2 separate regions of the Anas platyrhynchos genome follow, and region 2 is linked to region 1. Evidence: chromatin contacts called from public Hi-C data. All regions are on one chromosome and are shown on one strand. The core of a region is the stretch at or near the end of the contact, and the rest is flanking DNA. Distances in the headings are between cores, read along the strand shown.

What was found. A called contact is a pair of places that touch in the nucleus more often than the background predicts.
Region 2: a contact with region 1 is called in a Hi-C map of skeletal muscle, with 2.1 times the contacts expected there. The contact joins two enhancer-like sites. A contact is called at or near these places in 2 of 8 Hi-C or Micro-C datasets (liver and skeletal muscle).

What each region holds. Positions count from the first base shown.
Region 1 is chr5:28,162,892-28,166,606 of IASCAAS_PekinDuck_T2T, forward strand. No RefSeq gene overlaps it. Among named protein-coding and RNA genes, the nearest start is that of MRPL23, 88 kb to the left of the region's middle. Within about 2 kb of position 1,735, at least 1 of the 8 cell types and tissues checked has an H3K27ac peak or open chromatin away from gene starts, as enhancers often do.
Region 2 is chr5:28,222,030-28,225,744 of IASCAAS_PekinDuck_T2T, forward strand. No RefSeq gene overlaps it. Among named protein-coding and RNA genes, the nearest start is that of IGF2, 99 kb to the right of the region's middle. Within about 2 kb of position 1,777, at least 4 of the 8 cell types and tissues checked have an H3K27ac peak or open chromatin away from gene starts, as enhancers often do.

The sequences.
Region 1 (3,715 bases), core at 485-2,984:
TATTTCCTCGGAGAGGAGGAAGAGCCCGCCGTGGAAGTGTCAGCCTCTGAAGGGCACTTTGTCTGCTGGACAAAGCCTCTGAAGCTCCAAGGCGAAGAAAGATTAGAGGATGAAAGTGTTTGCCAGGATCTCGTCTTCCTTTTCTTCTCCTTCCTCTGTGTGTGTGCGTCTCTCCCTTTTGGGGAGGAGGTGAAAGGGAGGTCAAACAGTGCCTACTGACCTCTGCCCCTTGCCCCCTGTGAACCAGGGGGAAGCCTTTGAAGTTGTAAAGTGCCCACAAAAACAGCAAAACCAAACACACTGCTGGCTTTTCCCTCCCCTTGTCCCTGCCGCCAGCTGCCTAATGGAAGGTGACAGTACGGAGGCAGCAAGACGGGGGCTTGGTGCACCACCCCTCTGCCCTGGCCTGCACTTAATTGGCACTGGGAAAAGCCCACACACCCGGCCTGAGCTGGGGGGGCACCAGGGAAGGGCAAAAATGAGCCCTTGTCCCCCTCTTTAGGTGGCACTGGGTCTCCACAGGGGATGCCCAGCAGCCTTCCTGGTGGCTCCAAGGCGGTGACCCCCCTTCCTGGCCAGTATGGGGTTGAGATGGCTGCAGCAGGCTGAAGGTCACCAGGGTGGCTGGCAAGAGGTGGCAGAGGTTCTCTGAGTTGCTGGTGGCCCCAGTGTGGCTCCTGCTGGCAGCTTGTGGGCCAACACCTGCAGCACCCTTGTGGGGTCCTTCCCTCCCTCCTGTAACGTCACAGCTGCAATGGGAGTATCAGAAGTGCTTGTGCCTCCTTCCCTTGAGGTGTGGGCTGTTCTTAAAAGCAGCCCCGAAACCTCCTGCAGGTTAAATTTTACTTATTGTCTTATCTGGCAGTGGCTAGCACCACCCCCCCCTCCCCCCCCCCAGCAGGGTAGGATGTTAGCACTGAAAAGAGGTGGATTTTTAACTTCAGTACTGACAGCATGATACCTATAAAATTTCTCCTCCTGTCTCTGGGGTTGGCATCTTACCACTGTCGAGCATAGCTTGTGATGTTTTGGGCACCCTCAAAGGACAAGGAGGTTGTCCTCATTCCTGTGGGAACTCCTTTTGCTGCGGGGCAGAAAGTTGGCCCTGGCTGTCCCCGTCCCTGGTGGCAGAGCCTCCACCTGCAGGGTGCAGGGCTATGGTCTGATCCTGTTCGCTGCAAGCTGGTGCCTTGTGGAAGATGGCAGGCTTTGTCTTTTCTTCTTTTTGTTCGTGATTTAATAGCTCTTTCCTCTTGGTGTATCTCTGGGGTTGGACACTGCTTTCATTTACACCCTGAGGATTCCTGCCCCCAGGGTTGGAGAGCCCCTCCAACAGCAGATGAGCTGTGACTTGGGGTCTAGCTTCATCACTTCATGCACAGGGGAACATCCTGGCTTACCAAAACTTGCCTTCAGCGCCCCAAAAGCCTGACCCTAAACCTCAGAAGAGCAGCCTGTGCCGAGCACAAGCAGCCATCCTTCTCAGCTAGCAGGTAGGCTCGTGCTGGCCTTGAAAGCAGCGCAGTTGGGAGCCGTGGGGGGGGGTTGAGACTTTCTGCTGTCTGTTTCCTGTGTTTAGCACGGTTTTTACACTTGGATGCTGAGCAGGAAATCCCAGCCCAAATGAAGTCAAACTGAGATTTGTCATTGACTTAGAGGAACCTGGGACTTCGCTCCTTATCTACAATGGCAGCATTCATGGATTCATATAGAATAAAACTCCTCTGGCTCTCGTTCTTCCTACACTTCTGAGTGCCCAGATAAGCCCTGTGGGTTCCAGCTGGCATTTCTGATCTCATGTGTCTGGGGCCTGATAAGATGTTACAATGTCCCACGTACAAAATCCCGCTCGGCAGTTTTACCTCTGCTGTTCCTGTGTGGGTTTTTTATGCTTGCAGAAAATGAGGCTTGCCTGGCTGATAACCTGTCAGGAGCACAATAGTTAACTATGGCTAAATAACTAATGAGCTGCATGGTGGTGGCAAGCGATGCTCATTGCATCCAAACTGCTTTTTTTTTTTTGTAAGTTCAGTTTTGACCAGGACTACCTCAACTGTTTGTATGGCTTTAGTCAACTTTTAGTCTTTCAGTGATCAGTGAATTGTTTTGTTCCTCATTTCCAGTTACTGATGCTCTCTGTAGCACCTCTATAGAAGATCTGATTTTATTCTGTCCTAGTTGGCTCTTACTGTCTCTCCCACTGAGAGCAGCACTGTTTTGTGTGCATGCCTAGTGATGGTTATCATTCTTCTATTTTTCACATGCCAGACTTCACCAACGTCCTAATAAATAAAATGTAGAGCTTGCCCCAGCTCTGCCATTCCAGCATGCGAGGCAGCCTCAGGTTCCCCGTCTCAGGTGGCTTCCCTGGGCTCATACCATGCTTGCTACGTAGAGGAGATGTCAGGGATTTCTGTCGTTGTGTAACATTTGCCATTTAGCACAGCGGCCTGCCTAAGCACTGGGTGGACTAAGAAGAGGGGAAGGCACCTCAGGGCAGTGGTTTGGACCACATAAGTAGAACAGGAGCTAGGTTCCTACCCTCTGGGCTCTGAATCATGTTCAAAAAATGTCTGCCCGTCTCTAGAGCTTGCAGGGAGTCTCAGTTTCTGATGTGGACATCTTAGTGAGGTCCACATGGTGAAATAGTGTGAGCCCCCCCTCCCCCCCCCCCCGAGCGTTTGCTTGAACATCCATTAGAGTAAGACTGTGCTCCCAGTGTCCTCAGGCTCTTCTTCAAGGAGAGCTTCTCAAGGAATGGCTGCTGCTTACTGCAGTTCTGGCAGTCCAACCCAAGGTAGGACTGACCTTGGTTTTTAGGGAAACCTCTTTTCTGTCTTGTCTTCAAGCTTGGTGTCCTTGTGCGTGTTGAAGACAATTTACTGTGTGCACGTCACTGCTGTAGTTCCTGTGAGTGCCTGCCCGCTGCAGCACTGCTGGGAGCCCGACCTCCAAGCTGCTCTGGTCTCTGCCCTGGGTTTGTAACTGGACTTGGTGCCTCGGAGAACATCCATTGTGCTTTAGATTCCTCCCTGCTTGCTGGCCCCTTGAGGAGGGCAGTCAGTGCTGGCTTCCAGGTGGTTCTGCCCATCATGAAGCCAGCTCCATCTCCTGCCTTTAACTTGGTTTAAGTCCAGCTGAGTAGCAGAGCGTGTTCCTGGGTTTCTAAAGAGCCTGTGTTGAGGGTTCACCCTCCTGTGACCCAGAATTTGTGGGCTAGGATGGAAAGCATGAAATAGGACTGAATAGCCACATCTTGCTGCATGACCAAAATATCAAAGCTCTTCAGTACTTGGCTCCGTCACTGATTTGGCTGGGTGCTCTTAAGTAAAACATACTCACCTCTCCTGTCTCTGTGTGCATGTCTGCAGTGCAAAACAATGAACGTTTCTTTGCAAAATTCTCTCTGTGGACTGCAGCAATGTAAGGATTTTCCCTTTAAAGAGTTTTCTTTAATATTATTTCTTAGCTTTTCCTGCTGTGTCCGTATTAGAAGGTGAGCACTCCTGTGAGTGGGCTAATTCCATGTAAAGAAAATGGACCTGCTCCAGCATGGCCAGAAGCTTTTTCAAGTGTCTTTATTTATATTATTTTTTTTAGCAGCTTGCAGTCCCCTCAATACTGCCACTGCGTGGGGCCCCTGGAGCCCAGCACCTTGAGGTTTAACACCCATCTCTGTTGCAGTCCACATGGCTTCACACCGTGCATCCTCCAG
Region 2 (3,715 bases), core at 527-3,026, 59 kb after region 1:
GTTGTCTCAGCTATTTCTCATTCCTTGTCATTCACTACAGAATCCTGGACAGGCTATTGTTTGTGGTCAATCTATTGCAATGCGATACTTCTGTGAAGGTGACTAAAGATCTGACATCTCCAGCCTAAGCTTCCTTTTTTTCCTCACGTGCTTACAAATGGAGCTAAGTCTAAGAATGCGTAGTCTAGGCTCCAGTCTCCCTTAAGGGAGACTCATGGCTGAGGACGAAGGATTTGGTTAACTACATGAGTGACATGGGGAGCAAATGAAAAGGTTTGGATCATGATTGCATTGAGTATGCCTTGTGGTCATTAATGAGCCCTAAGAAAGTAGCAATACCTTACCAAATTGAAACGATCTTACTAACCACCAGTCATATATAATCCGTGCTGATGTGCATATTGTTGGACTTGTTATCAATTTCCACAAAACCTCAGCTTTCAGCTCAGAGTTACTTGTATATCAGACTTTGCTAGAACATGCCCTGTGAGTTGACAGGTCTCCAGCTGATCTAAACTCAGAAACCAATTCTAGCATGAGAACTTCAGTGGAAAAATGTGTAATAAAACACCTCTTGCAACATTTCATCAGGTACTAGAGAAGGACTTTCTCCAAGAGACTATTTTCCTGATTTTTTTTTCCTTACTTCACTTTGGGTAATTTTGTTTTAAGACCTGCCGTGAGTCATGTCCATCGTAGTGGATTAGGAATGGTGCCTTTGGCGTGTTTCAGAGTACTTGGTTTGGAAATAACAACGTTATGGTTTCTGCAAACAGTGTAAACTGAAGATGTGCAGAGCGCTCGTTCCTAGAGCTTCAGAGCGCCTCAAGGGATGGAAGGGCCAGCAGACGTGTCTCCCAGATTTCAACACAGGGAGGAGGCCATCTGCAACAAAGGTGCTCATCCCACTGCTGCCCCAGCATCCATCCGTAACTTTCTCCCTCTCTGGCTGCCCACTGTTTGCACTAGGCCTCCAGCCCACCTCTAAAGGACCTCCTTGTGTGCCTTCACCTTCCTTAGATGAAGTAATAGCCAGGCGCCCCTGGCTTCCTCTCCTTTTTTTCCACTCCTTAGCAGCGCAGAGCCTGATGTCACTCTCTCACAGATATGCAGGAGGTTCTCGCTGGGATTTTCCTCCCCGGGATAAATGCATAGTGTTTACTGTCTGTAGCTTTTCCGGTGGTCTCCCAGCCTCCAGCGAGGGGAGTCACGAGGTCTTTCCCCCCCGCCTCACGGTCTGTGGTATCTGTTGTTTTCCGAGTGCTGGAATCTCTGTCCCCGTTACGTAGCCCCAAACCTGACCTTGTCGGAGACCACACACGGGTGTCTCTGGATGAGAGGGGAATGTATGGAATGTTTTTCAATGAGCAGTTTATGAAATTCCTTTGCTATATGTTTCGGAAATTCTTTAAGTTAAAGAGCACAAACATTTCTCCAAGGAAACTGGAGTTTGTAGCAGCTCGAATGCAGGCACTTGTTTTGAAAAACATTCTTTACTAAGAGCGGGGAAAGAGCAGGGGGGTGGAAAAGATAAAAAGAGGAGGAGATGTAAACAAGGAAGCCTAATTCCTAGCTCCATATACTCACAGGCAGGGATAGTGGCACAGTGGGGCTGGGTGCCTCCATGGCCTAGCAGTAGCCTGCATCCTCTCCCAAGGCTTACTAGCCAGCAAACACGATGGAGAGCTGAACTGCCCCTGTGTGTGCCGTGGGGTGCAAGGGCTGAGCCCCACAGGGCCTCATCCTGACCCACTGAAACAGGGACACAGGGAAAGATAGGAAAAAGAGCGGCCAACGCTGGTTGTGGAGCTGCCCAAGATGGGCAAAAGGGGACACTGAGGGCACAAGGATGTCTTAAATCCAAAGACCTCTCCTGAAGAGAAAACAGGGCTCCAGGGTTTCTGAGAATACTTTGTGTTTCCATGTTGAAAATAACAAGATCAGGTGTTGAAACAAAGCTTGGCAAGGGGCACCGAAGGACATCTCCCGGTTCTCTCTTGCATGCCAGTGCAGTGTGGTGAGGAGGAGAGGGAGGGCTTCGGCTGGGCCCTTTGGAGAGGGGAAATCAGCCCAGCTCTGCCTGGGTGTGTGCTCCAAGCGCTGAGCTATTGTACGATAAAGTGGCACCACCTCTTCCTCTGTTTGTGTTTTTGGAAGAAAACGGACATGTTGCATATCTGAAGGGCCCTGGTTTTGGTGGGCATGCACCAAGGGAGCCTGGGAAGGGCCAGCGTGGGGTGAAGACAGAGGTGGGCATGGAGCTGCCTGTCAGGGCTGAGGTGCTCTGGGGCGTGCTCTAAAGCAGAATTATTAATTTTGAAAACTTGGTGGTTTCCAGGGACTGAGGACCTTTGTCTGGGACTTGCATACCTCAGTCCCACTTTAAGTGCCTAGGTCCCTTTTTGGATCTGGGCCTAATCTGTTAATTCAAACCCAGCTTGCATGCGTCAGAACTGTAAGCCAATATAGAGTTGGCAGGAAACGGCTTTCCTATCCTGTGAACATTTTCGACAATTTTTTTTTTTTTAACCGAACCTGGGTTTTAAACTTGGGCCAACAGCCAAAATTTCAAAAATTTCTGCAAAATGAAAACCCAGGTTTTGATTTTTTTTTTTTTTTCCTCTAGCATCAGCTAAAACATTTGATTTTGATATTGACTTCTTCTTTGTATTTTACTCTTTTACTGCCAGTGGTTTAATTTTAAAAACAAAAGTGGAATTTAAAACTGGGGGGAGTTGGTTGAAATATGTCCCCCATCAAAAGTCTTGGGTTTGATGGATTGGCATATTCTGATCTGAAAAGCATTTCATCAGAAACAACCGTGTACCGATTAGCTGCAGCTGTTGGCATCTGATGGCAGTGGTCTACATTAAATAAGTATGTCAGTGTAATGGGACAGATGAAAAACACAACAGCTGGCACACACAGGCTATCTCACCAGAGTCACCACCTCATAGGCACAGGAGATGATTTTTCTTATTAGGCATGGTTCCTTATCTCCCACTAGAGGAACATGTGCAGTGACTTGTAGTATCAGTGTATGAATCATGGCGACGGAGAAGGTTTGGATCTAGGACCTTTCACCACTGCAGACCATTTGAACAATAGATCCATAACAGTATCTTTTAACAAATTGCTTGAAGAAGTCCTTGTTCTTTGAAGTTAATGGAAAAAATGGTCTTTGACTTCAGTATGGCCAGGACTTCTTCCATCATAGTTAATCTTGAATTTGAATTTTATTTTTTGCGCCTTCTTTTATGTTGCCCTTTATGCTTGGCGCTAGTTCTTCCCTCCTTGGTTCTGCTCCAAAGACCATTGGAATCAATTGAAGTCATTCCATCAGCCTCAGTGGGCTTTGGAGCAAATCCCTTGCACACTAAACAATCTCTATCTCATCTTTCAAGTACTTCCTGCAAAATATACTTCTTTCACAAAGCTTTTAAGCACGGCAGATCCCGTGTAACGTTTGTAGTGCTTTGTGATAGACTTTTGGATAGTAAATTGTACGTGGGTCGATTAAAGGATAAACAAGATTCACTGATCAGGTTGGCTCCACGTTTGCTCTGTAAGAACATGCAAGAAAATACATTGTTTATTAATACTGAGGACATGTAGAAAAATGTGATGAATTCTATTTAGAAACAGGTCTTGTGTCATAACTCTTTTACTGTCATGTAATATTCTCAAAGTGCTTTGTAGTATCTTTCCACATAGT